Linked DNA regions of Mus musculus: region 1 is linked to region 2. A link is a contact called in public promoter capture Hi-C data. All regions are on one chromosome and are shown on one strand. The core of a region is the stretch at or near the end of the contact, and the rest is flanking DNA. Distances in the headings are between cores, read along the strand shown. Region 1 holds the start of Mmachc (methylmalonic aciduria cblC type, with homocystinuria). Region 2 holds the start of Eif2b3 (eukaryotic translation initiation factor 2B, subunit 3).

What was found. Capture Hi-C pulls out chosen DNA fragments and counts their contacts.
Region 1: a contact with region 2 is called in a promoter capture Hi-C map of adipose tissue. The contact joins the promoter of Mmachc here to the promoter of Eif2b3 in region 2. A contact is called at or near these places in 1 of 39 promoter capture datasets (hippocampal neurons), 1 of 15 datasets of contacts at CTCF or cohesin (the NIH/3T3 cell line), 2 of 115 datasets of contacts at active chromatin or transcription factors (bone marrow-derived macrophages and embryonic basal ganglia) and 4 of 9 other capture datasets (adipose tissue, liver, macrophages and 1 more).

What each region holds. Positions count from the first base shown.
Region 1 is chr4:116,706,440-116,711,004 of GRCm38.p6, reverse strand. It overlaps Mmachc (methylmalonic aciduria cblC type, with homocystinuria), which reads left to right and starts at 2,620. Exons shown (of 4, transcript NM_025962.3): 1 at 2,620-2,767. The coding sequence starts at 2,687. It overlaps Ccdc163 (coiled-coil domain containing 163), which reads right to left and starts at 2,410. Exons shown (of 10, transcript NM_026714.3): 1 at 1,911-2,410; 2 at 1,732-1,765; 3 at 1,386-1,567; 4 at 1,200-1,281; 5 at 721-904. The coding sequence starts at 1,988.
Region 2 is chr4:117,017,549-117,021,869 of GRCm38.p6, reverse strand. It overlaps Eif2b3 (eukaryotic translation initiation factor 2B, subunit 3), which reads right to left and starts at 2,468. Exons shown (of 12, transcript NM_001111277.2): 1 at 2,394-2,468.

The DNA.
Region 1 (4,565 bases), core at 1,371-3,870, 310 kb after region 2:
CGGCTACACCAAACATCTTATGCTAGGAGCTCAGAAGCCTCAAAAGAGGAAGTTTTGGGCTAGGAAGATGGCTCAATGGTTATGAGAACAATTGCTCTTAAAGAGAACTTTGATTTCTTTGAGCCTCCACATGATGGTATAAAACATTCATACACCTAAAACACTTTTTTGTGTGTCCTTTTTGTTTTCTGAAAAAAGATCTTTTTAACCCTGGATGGCCTATAGCTCAATATGTAGAGCAGGCTAGTCTCAAACTCATAGAGACCGGCCATCTCTGCCTTCTGAGCACGAGAACTAAAACTGTGTGACACCAAGAAGCACATTTTTTAAAAAATAGTATAGAATAGAGTTTATTCAGGGCACAGAAGGGGAGTTGGAAAGGGGGAGAGGGAGAGAGAGAGAGAACAGAGAAAGAGGAGAGGAGAGGCCTGCCAGAAACATGTGGAGAGAAAGGGGTAAGGGGAAGAAGAAGAGGAGGAGAAGGAGTAGAGGAAGAGTGAAGCACATTTTTAAAAAATTTTTATTTATTATATATACAACATGTATGCCTGCAGGCCAGAAGAGGTCATCAGATGTGGGCCAACCCGTGGTTGCTGGGAATTGAACTCAGAACCTCTTGAAGAGCAGTCAGTGCTCTTAACCTCTAAGCCATTTCTCCAGCCCCCAAGAAGCACATCTTAAACAAACAACCAAAAGGGTGAAGCCTTGCCCATCACTTACTCACTCTGCAGCTCTTGGTGAAAGCCACTGGCAGGACCCAACTTTCCTGGTCTTGCTTTCATTTGGTTTTGGACTAGCTCTTGAACCTGACTCCGAAGGCCCTGCAGTTCCTTTTTCAGCCCTTCCAGGCATTGCTCCAGAAGGGCTCTCCCTTTGGGGCCCTCCTGCAGCAGTTTTAGTGATGCTGTAGAGGGGAAAGTAAGGTCAGTGGCTCTAAGAGACTCACATGAGAGCAAATGACACATAGGTAAAGCTGTGTAGGGCTGGAGGGAGAGAAGCTCACCCATTCACTAAAAGGCTAAGCCCCACAACCGAAAGCTGTATGTACATCAGCGGTAGAGCACAGATCATTAGCATGTGCAAAACTCGAAAGCTGTATGTACATCAGTGGTAGAGCACAGATCATTAGCATGTGCAAAACTCTTGGTTTCCATTTTAAAACTCTGTGTGCCATACATAGAAAAGAATTGGCCCAATACCTTCTAGAGCACTGATCTTGAACATATGTTGCTCCCGATCCTTCAACAGGCTCTGTACAGAATGCTTCAGCGCCTCAGTCACCTACCCAAGCAGAGAAAACCCAGACATTCCTTTCTAAGTCATTGTCCCAACTCCTAATATTCTCGTCTCACATTATCACCACGTACATACCCCTAATACCTCACCTGAGCCTGAGCCTGAAGCTGGGATCGGAGTTTAGTAACTTCATCCCAGAGAGAGGAGCTGTGGGCTTCAGTACAGCTCAGTCTCTCTCCAAGAGTGGGAGTCTTTAGAGCCCAAGGCTGTTGAGCTTGGGCCTCTGGCTGAGGAGGTAAGCGATGAGAAGTCCAGGTGTCAGCCAGGTCCCCTATTGTGGGAATAGGGAAGGGACAAGAGCAGGGTCTGTCTGTGTAGGAAATCAGAGGACAGGAAGTAGCTGGGATTTGTACAGAACTGTGAGCTGTACAGGCAGGCACTGAAAGAAAGGAGGCTCTGAGAAGACAAAGGGCTGGGAGAAAAGACAATACTTACCTGTAGAGGAAACTCGAAAGGGATACAAACTCTGCTACAAAAAAAAAAAAAAAAAAAAAAAAAAAAAAAACCAGCAAACAGTTCAACAAGCCAGTGAGCTCTCAGTGCCCTTTACTAAGCCCTAGCCTAGCCTCCCAATGGGAGGGGTTAGATGGGGATCCCAGAGGTCCCCCTCTTACCTTAATCCGGGCCATATTTTCATCAGTTGAACTGAGAACCGCATGAAGCTGATCAGACCAGCTAGGGCTCCTGTTCATCCTGGAGCACTTGAAATTGCGTCTCTAACTTTCCCTGTTCTTGCTCTTCCACACTCAGATACCCGCGGGCCAGCCCAGGACAAGCCACAGAGTTAGATGGAAATAAGGAAAGTGGGAATATATTAGGGCTACAGAAACAGTGCGATAGCAATACTGTGAATCTAGAACTACGGAACAGAGTACTTTGAAAAGTGGGGGGTCGGGGAGGGGGGAAGAAAACAGAATAATATCGAGAGGGTAGAATGAACCGAATTTTGGTTGAGACCTCCACAAATCAAGGACGCTATCACCACTGAGACAAGTGACAAGTGCCGCTCAAGAGTTCAAACTCTGGTAGGCGGAGAATGAGATTTTAAGTACCGGTGCCGCAGCGCCACCCGGGAAACTGAGTCCGCTTCTTGCGGAGACCACAGGCAATAGAGGGCGGAAATACGTTTCCCTGGAAATACGTGCCCTGTGCGTTCACACTCACACCTCCCGTGAAGCTCGTCGGGACACGGAGTCTTCCAGACTCGGTTATGTTTGGGCTACAAGGACAAAAGTAACTACGTGTACCAAGATGCACCGTGCAGAGTCAGTTGAGTCCGTTACTATTCCTTTACTTCTTGGGAAATGTAGTCCAGCCCTGATGGACGCATACAAGCCTAAGTTAGCTATGAGACTCCATTTCCCAGCAAGCTCAGCGTTCAGCGTGCGTTATGGAGCCGCGAGTCGCAGAGCTGAAGCAGAAGATTGAGGACACCTTGTGTCCTTTTGGCTTCGAAGTTTATCCCTTCCAGGTTGGTTTGTCTTCCCTGTGGTCCTAGGGTGAGCTCTAGGATTGGCCTTGGTGCCAAAAGTGTGAAGGCCGGTGAGCCCTTCTGATCCTCTCAACCTACTGCAGCCATCTGATGACCAGGTCGTGTTGTAAAATGGGGCTTGATTAAAAAACGTAGAGAAACACATGTTTGCCCTTTTATGTCTTTATGATGTCAAACAAATGAATGGGATACAGCCCAAGATCCCCTAACCTGTCATCATTATAATTTACCAGAAAACGGTCTCCCGGTGTGGGCGGGATCATCAGATTCTTCCAAAGGAATTAGAAGAGGTCAAAACTTGGAAGGTTGGTGTGACAGTGTACTCGATCAGATGAAGAGAGAAGAGTATTCCTAATGTTGAACAAGAGACAATTGGCTAGTTTGTTCGGCCAGCCAACAGAAGGCTAATTCATGGTGTTGCTTGCCATCAATACGGGACTGAGCATAGAAATTCCTCACGCTCGCCTGGTACAGAAGTCTCTGTAACCACAGTCCCTCTCCACCCCACCCAGCCCCGCCCTATTCCACACTTTCCTCCCACAGTGCTGAGTGAACAAAATTATGTTTAAGACACAAACTAAAATCCGCCTGTGTCCTTTGGCCTATCTTAAGATTCCTAGGCCATTGAGCTTTCCAGGGGAAGACTTGTAAGAAGATACTATTGAGAAGTTAAGTCTAGTTTGAAAGCCATGCTTGAGGTCTTGGGTTCAATTCCTAGTAATGAGGCAAAAACAAAATTGAAAGCTGAGGCTATAAAACTAAGTGAGATGTATATCTATCTATCCATCTATCAGAAATTTATCTGATAGGTGGATGGCTAGCTAGCTAGAGTGCTGGCTTAGCATTTGCAAATCTCAGTCACCAGCACAAAAACAGAGAAATGTATATGAAAAGATGGATTGAAAGGAGAGGAGAATTATGTACATTCTAGAGTCAGATTGGGACTGGAAAGAGAGCTCAGCAGTTAAGAGCACTGACTGCTCTTCCAGAGATTCTGAGTTCAAATCCCAGCATCCACATGGTGGCTCACAACCATCTGTAATGGGATCTGATGCCCTCTTCTGGTGTGTCTGAAGACAGCTACAGTGTACTCACATACATAAAATAAGTAACTAAATCTTTTTTTAAAAGTCAGAATTTGGAGGCAGTGATGGAAGGTAGTGATGGAAGGCAGATATGGGAAAGAATAGAAGTGCCTATGTGAATGTGAGGCATGGTGGCTGAAGCCTTTGACCCCAGCACTCAGGAGGCCGAGTCTTCCAGACCAGCCTGATATACATAGCAAGCTCCAGGTCAGCCAGAGCTATAGTGAGACCCCATCTTATTTTAAACTTGTGTGTGTCTAGTCTGGATAATAGGAACTATTATACTGAGCAGAGTTAGCCCCGCCTGTCTCCTAAGGTCTTGCTACTCACCTTTCCAGTCCTATATCCAACAGCCACCATGAATATCACCTGAATCTTCCAAACACAGGTTGTTGTTTTTAGCCCACCAACCTATCCTATATCCCAGAACACTTCTCACATATGAATTATTATAATCTCCTTGCTGCCATCTTGGCTCCAATCCATTCTCTACAGCGCAACCAGATCTTAGTAATGCAATTATTGGTCACTTTATTCTTTTAAGGGTTAAATGACTCCTCATCTTCACCAAGTTGGTGCCATAGTTTTTAAGTTGATATGTAAGGCCAGGCCCAACCTCTCTCCTACTAATCTCTCAAGCCTTCCCCTAGTGCATTTCCTTCTTTTTTTCTTTCCTTTTTTTTTTTTTTTGG
Region 2 (4,321 bases), core at 1,219-3,718:
GGCATATTTAATCCCAGCACTTGGGAGGCCGAGGCAGGCGCATCTCCATGAGTTCAAGGCCAGTCTGCTCAACAGAGTTAATTCCAGCACAGCCAAAACTACACGTGAGACCCTGTCTCAAAAACACAAGCTTCTTTAGGGTCTGGCTGGAGAATTGTAGTTCTCACCCTTCATAAAGGAAATGGTCCTTTGCAAAAGATTTAGATCATCACAGAAGACCACAACTGATCAAAACAAAGAGCTGTGGAGCCTGGTCCCAACTAATACCTGTAAGAAAGTCCCGCAGCCAAGGCTCCGTGATCATTAAAAAGACAGAGGGACAGGAGGTTTGCTAGATATGGTCTGTGTCTCCTAGATATGCCAGAGACTATACAGCCATAAAGTGTCACCAACATGGCTTCCTAAACGAGACCTGAACAAGGATAACACCAACTGACATGTTAATGTCTGGGAGGGAAAGCTTACAAGGCCTCAACCCTAAGCAAAAAAAAAAACTACAGGCAACTAAGAAATTCTGAGAGCAAGTGAAATAGTGAACATCAATTGATTATCCAATACCAAATGACCAGTCCTGGGGAAATACACATAATCAACATGATTATGAGAGAGCAGCTGTAGTTATGTATTTAGGAATATACACATCCACACATTCATGAAGCTGTTGGGATTAAATGAGGGCTCACTTGTCTGGTATTTATGAGGCCTTAGGCTGGATCCCCTACACAAGAATAAAAAAGTATTTCTCTATAAGACATGCAAAGTAACGTTCATCCTATCACACGCACTATATACATGTTTCATATTATTGGACAGATGCTGGATCACGGAAAACACACTATACCAACTAAAATATACTGTGCTATAACTCTGGGTTTTCTTTTGTAACAAATACTTATTTTTTTTTTAATTTTATGTGTGTGTTGAGTGCACATATGGAGTCAGATCCCCTGTAAGTGGAGTTATAGATGGTTCTGAGCTATCATGTAGGTGCCGAGAACTGAACCTAGGTCCTTTGGAAGAATATACGCTGCTTTTAATCACTGAGGCACCTCTCCAGCCCCCTATAGGTCCTTTTTAAGTGGACAGGTATTATTACGCTGTCATAGCTAGTGTGATGGCCTTTCCTAGATGTGACCCTCACTACAGATCAGTACATGCAACCTGGTGGTTCCAGACTCTAGAACCACTTCTAGAGGTCATCATATTGATGCTTGTGAATCTAGTGCCAATACCTGGTTATAAAGTGTGAATTAACCTCCTGGGCTCAAGTGATTCCCAGTCTTACCACCTTAGCAGCCAGAACTGCAGGTCTACGGCTACTCCTGCTTTAGGCTGGTTTTCTCCTGGGACAAGTAACCAAGTAGCAAAACTCTTTAAAAAGACTCTGCTCAGAAATCATCTTGCATAGCATGAAGCTACAACTAACTTTTTGCACACCAATGATGGGACTTCTTTCACCTGCTGCTTCTACTATACTCTGTACGGACTGTGTCAACCTTTATAGGCTTCACTGCAGGCATTCATTTAAATGCCTATTAAGAGTGAGTTCCTTGAAGTTGGGGACTATGTGTTGTCAGGATACACCCAGTCAGATGCCAGATACTATATGTGGAATGAGCATCTGTGAACCTCACAGCAACCCCACATTAGTGTTAAGCTCAAATGTGTACAAGAACACATTTGGAACCCAGGTGGCTAGAACCTAAAGTTCCTGTTCTCAATCTCTGGGTTAAGGAGGAAAAAAAAAAAAAAAGACGCAACCTAAGAAACAAGAATACTTATGAACCTAACCAATCATAAGGCTAGACTTAAAAGTTTCAACTTTACCGTCGTGACTCCCAATACCAAGTCGATGAGTCTCACCAGCCTCCAAGTTTTACAGGAGGCGTTTACAGAGTCCCAGTCATGCCTTCCTCACAGTTGCCGTCTTCTGTCCTAAATTGTAAGATCGGCTACTGCATTGTAATTGGTTTGCCAAACCTTTGCGCGCTGCCTAAAAGGGCCTTACTGTATCCCATTTAGTCCCTGCCTTGAGCCCAAATAAATGTGGGACGAATAAATAATGTGGAAACCATGTCAGCAAGGCACCAAGGGAGTCTAGTGCTCACTCGGTGTGACTTCGGGCAGAACTGTCCCTCCCTGAAACTCAGTTTTTCCATCTGTTGCACAAGGCTTGGACTCTCCAGTCCCCCAGTCGGGACGCATGGCTCTACGGCCAGGGCCGGCAGTGTCTCGCCCGGCGATTTCGGGAGCGCAGTCCCTGTCTGCCTACTCGGGTCCTGCTCGGCTAGCTGGCCTCCCTCACAGGAACCCGGCTTTCCAGCATCCGCGCGCCGCTCTCCCTGCTCAGCCAGCTCGTGCCCCGCCTGGCACCGCACTAGCCCCGGCTTTACCTCAGCTATCCGCACGCCGCAGCCTCTCCCAGCGCTCCCCACGCCGCCTCTGGCTGACAAGCCAAGAGCGCAGGCGCGCGGTGGCCGAGCGGTTCGATACGACGCGCCGACTCAGGAAGGAGGAACGAGTGCCGAGTAATAGATGGCAGAAGGCAAGGATGCTCTTGCGGAGCGTGCCGGAGACCAAGCGACCGACGAGCCGTGGCGTGGAGTTTCTGTATTGCTGCCTAGTGCTTGTTAAATGTCCCCTTCAATCTCTAACGTTTCGGAGTTGCCATTCTAAATCCCAGCCTCACGGCACTGTAAATTTGGCTTGTCAATACTTTTTGTTTTGTTTTGTGATTTTTTTTTTTCAAGACAGGGTTTCTCTGTGTAGCCCTGGCTGTCCTGGAACTCACTCTGTAAACCAGGCTAGCCTCGAACTCACAGAGAACCGCCAGCTGCAATCTCCCCTGCCTCTGCCCCCGGTAGACTGGGATTAAAGACCTGCACCAACACTCATAGAAGATTCAAGAATTTAAAAAAACAAAGCAAAACAAAACACCTACTAAATTCCCTTGCAAGCCAGCGGTTGGTTAGGCTTCTAGTGTGCAAGATGCCTGATTTGGCCTTTGTGTCAGCAAACTTTAGCCATTCAAACAATAAATTCATTTCTGATAGTGTGAGAACCGGACTTAGAGCGTTTCTCCCTGGGAGGTAAAGCCCCTAAAACATTCCCCCAAGCTTGTTTTCCCTGTTCTCTAAAAATACAGCTAGAAAGAAGCTCTTTGTTCTCTATAGCCAGCAAAAAGCCTTTTTGTTTCTATACCTTACAACCAGAGATGCGATAATTGTAATTTTACCAAGGATACCCGGCAGAGAAGAGCTGTTGAGTTATTGGGGTGCGGGCCAGCTCATCCCGGGACTTGAGCTGAGGCCCAGCTTTGGGGGTCTTACAATAGCACTTAATGGTTTGAAGAGAGTAAGTCGGGTTGAGCCTTGGGAAAGAGCCTTGCAAGCTGACTAGACAGCAAGTGCAAAGATCCTGCCCGTGGTGGTGAATGCCTATAATCCCAACACTTGGGAGGCAGAGGCAGGCCTATGTCTGTCAGTTCGAGGCCAGCCTGGTCTACAGAGTGATTTCCAGGACAGCAGGGCTACACAGAGAAACCCTGTCTCAAAAAACAAAAAAACAAAAAAACAGCAACAAACAAACAAATCCCAAAAGAAACCCCGGAGTTCAATAAAGAGTAGGAAGGGCACTGCAGCAGAAATAAAGTGAGAGGGGAAGTGGGTGAGTAAAGGCTACCAGAGGGAGCCAGATGGAGGAGACCAGAGAATTCAGACCCCACCGGCTTGTAGGCTATAGCAAGGAACATAAGTTTTTTCTGTGGAATGTATAATGAACATAACGTAAGAAAACAGAGACAGAAGCACTCTTTTTTAATAGCTTCTTAACTCAGATAGCACAGGAGGAAACAAGCCCCATGGTGTCTGCAGCCCAGGGCCTACAGTCCTGTCTTCATATTGGCATATAAAAGCTTTTAGTGTGGTTGTGCATGGTATTGCATGTCTGTGATCTCAAAGGCTGAGGGAGAAGGACTGTAAATCCTGAGCTAAATAAGGAGACCTGTCTCAAAAGTAGGAGTGGGGAGTGGGGACACCACAACGGTGACAACTTAAAGGGAGCATGAGTCTAAACTGGAATTTCACAGTCTGAGCCTAGGCCTGGGCCTGGACCTTTGATTGAGCCTTGGCCTTGACTCAAGCTATTTTGAATGATTGCTTATTTGATCAGAAATTATTGAGCAGATGAACATTATATGACAAGTTTTGTCTGTTGTTGTTGTTGTTGTTATTTATTACTATTACTATCATCCCTTTGAGATAGAGTCTCACAAGGCCCAGGCTGTCCTCAAACTTTATACCTGAGGCTGGCCTTGAGCCCC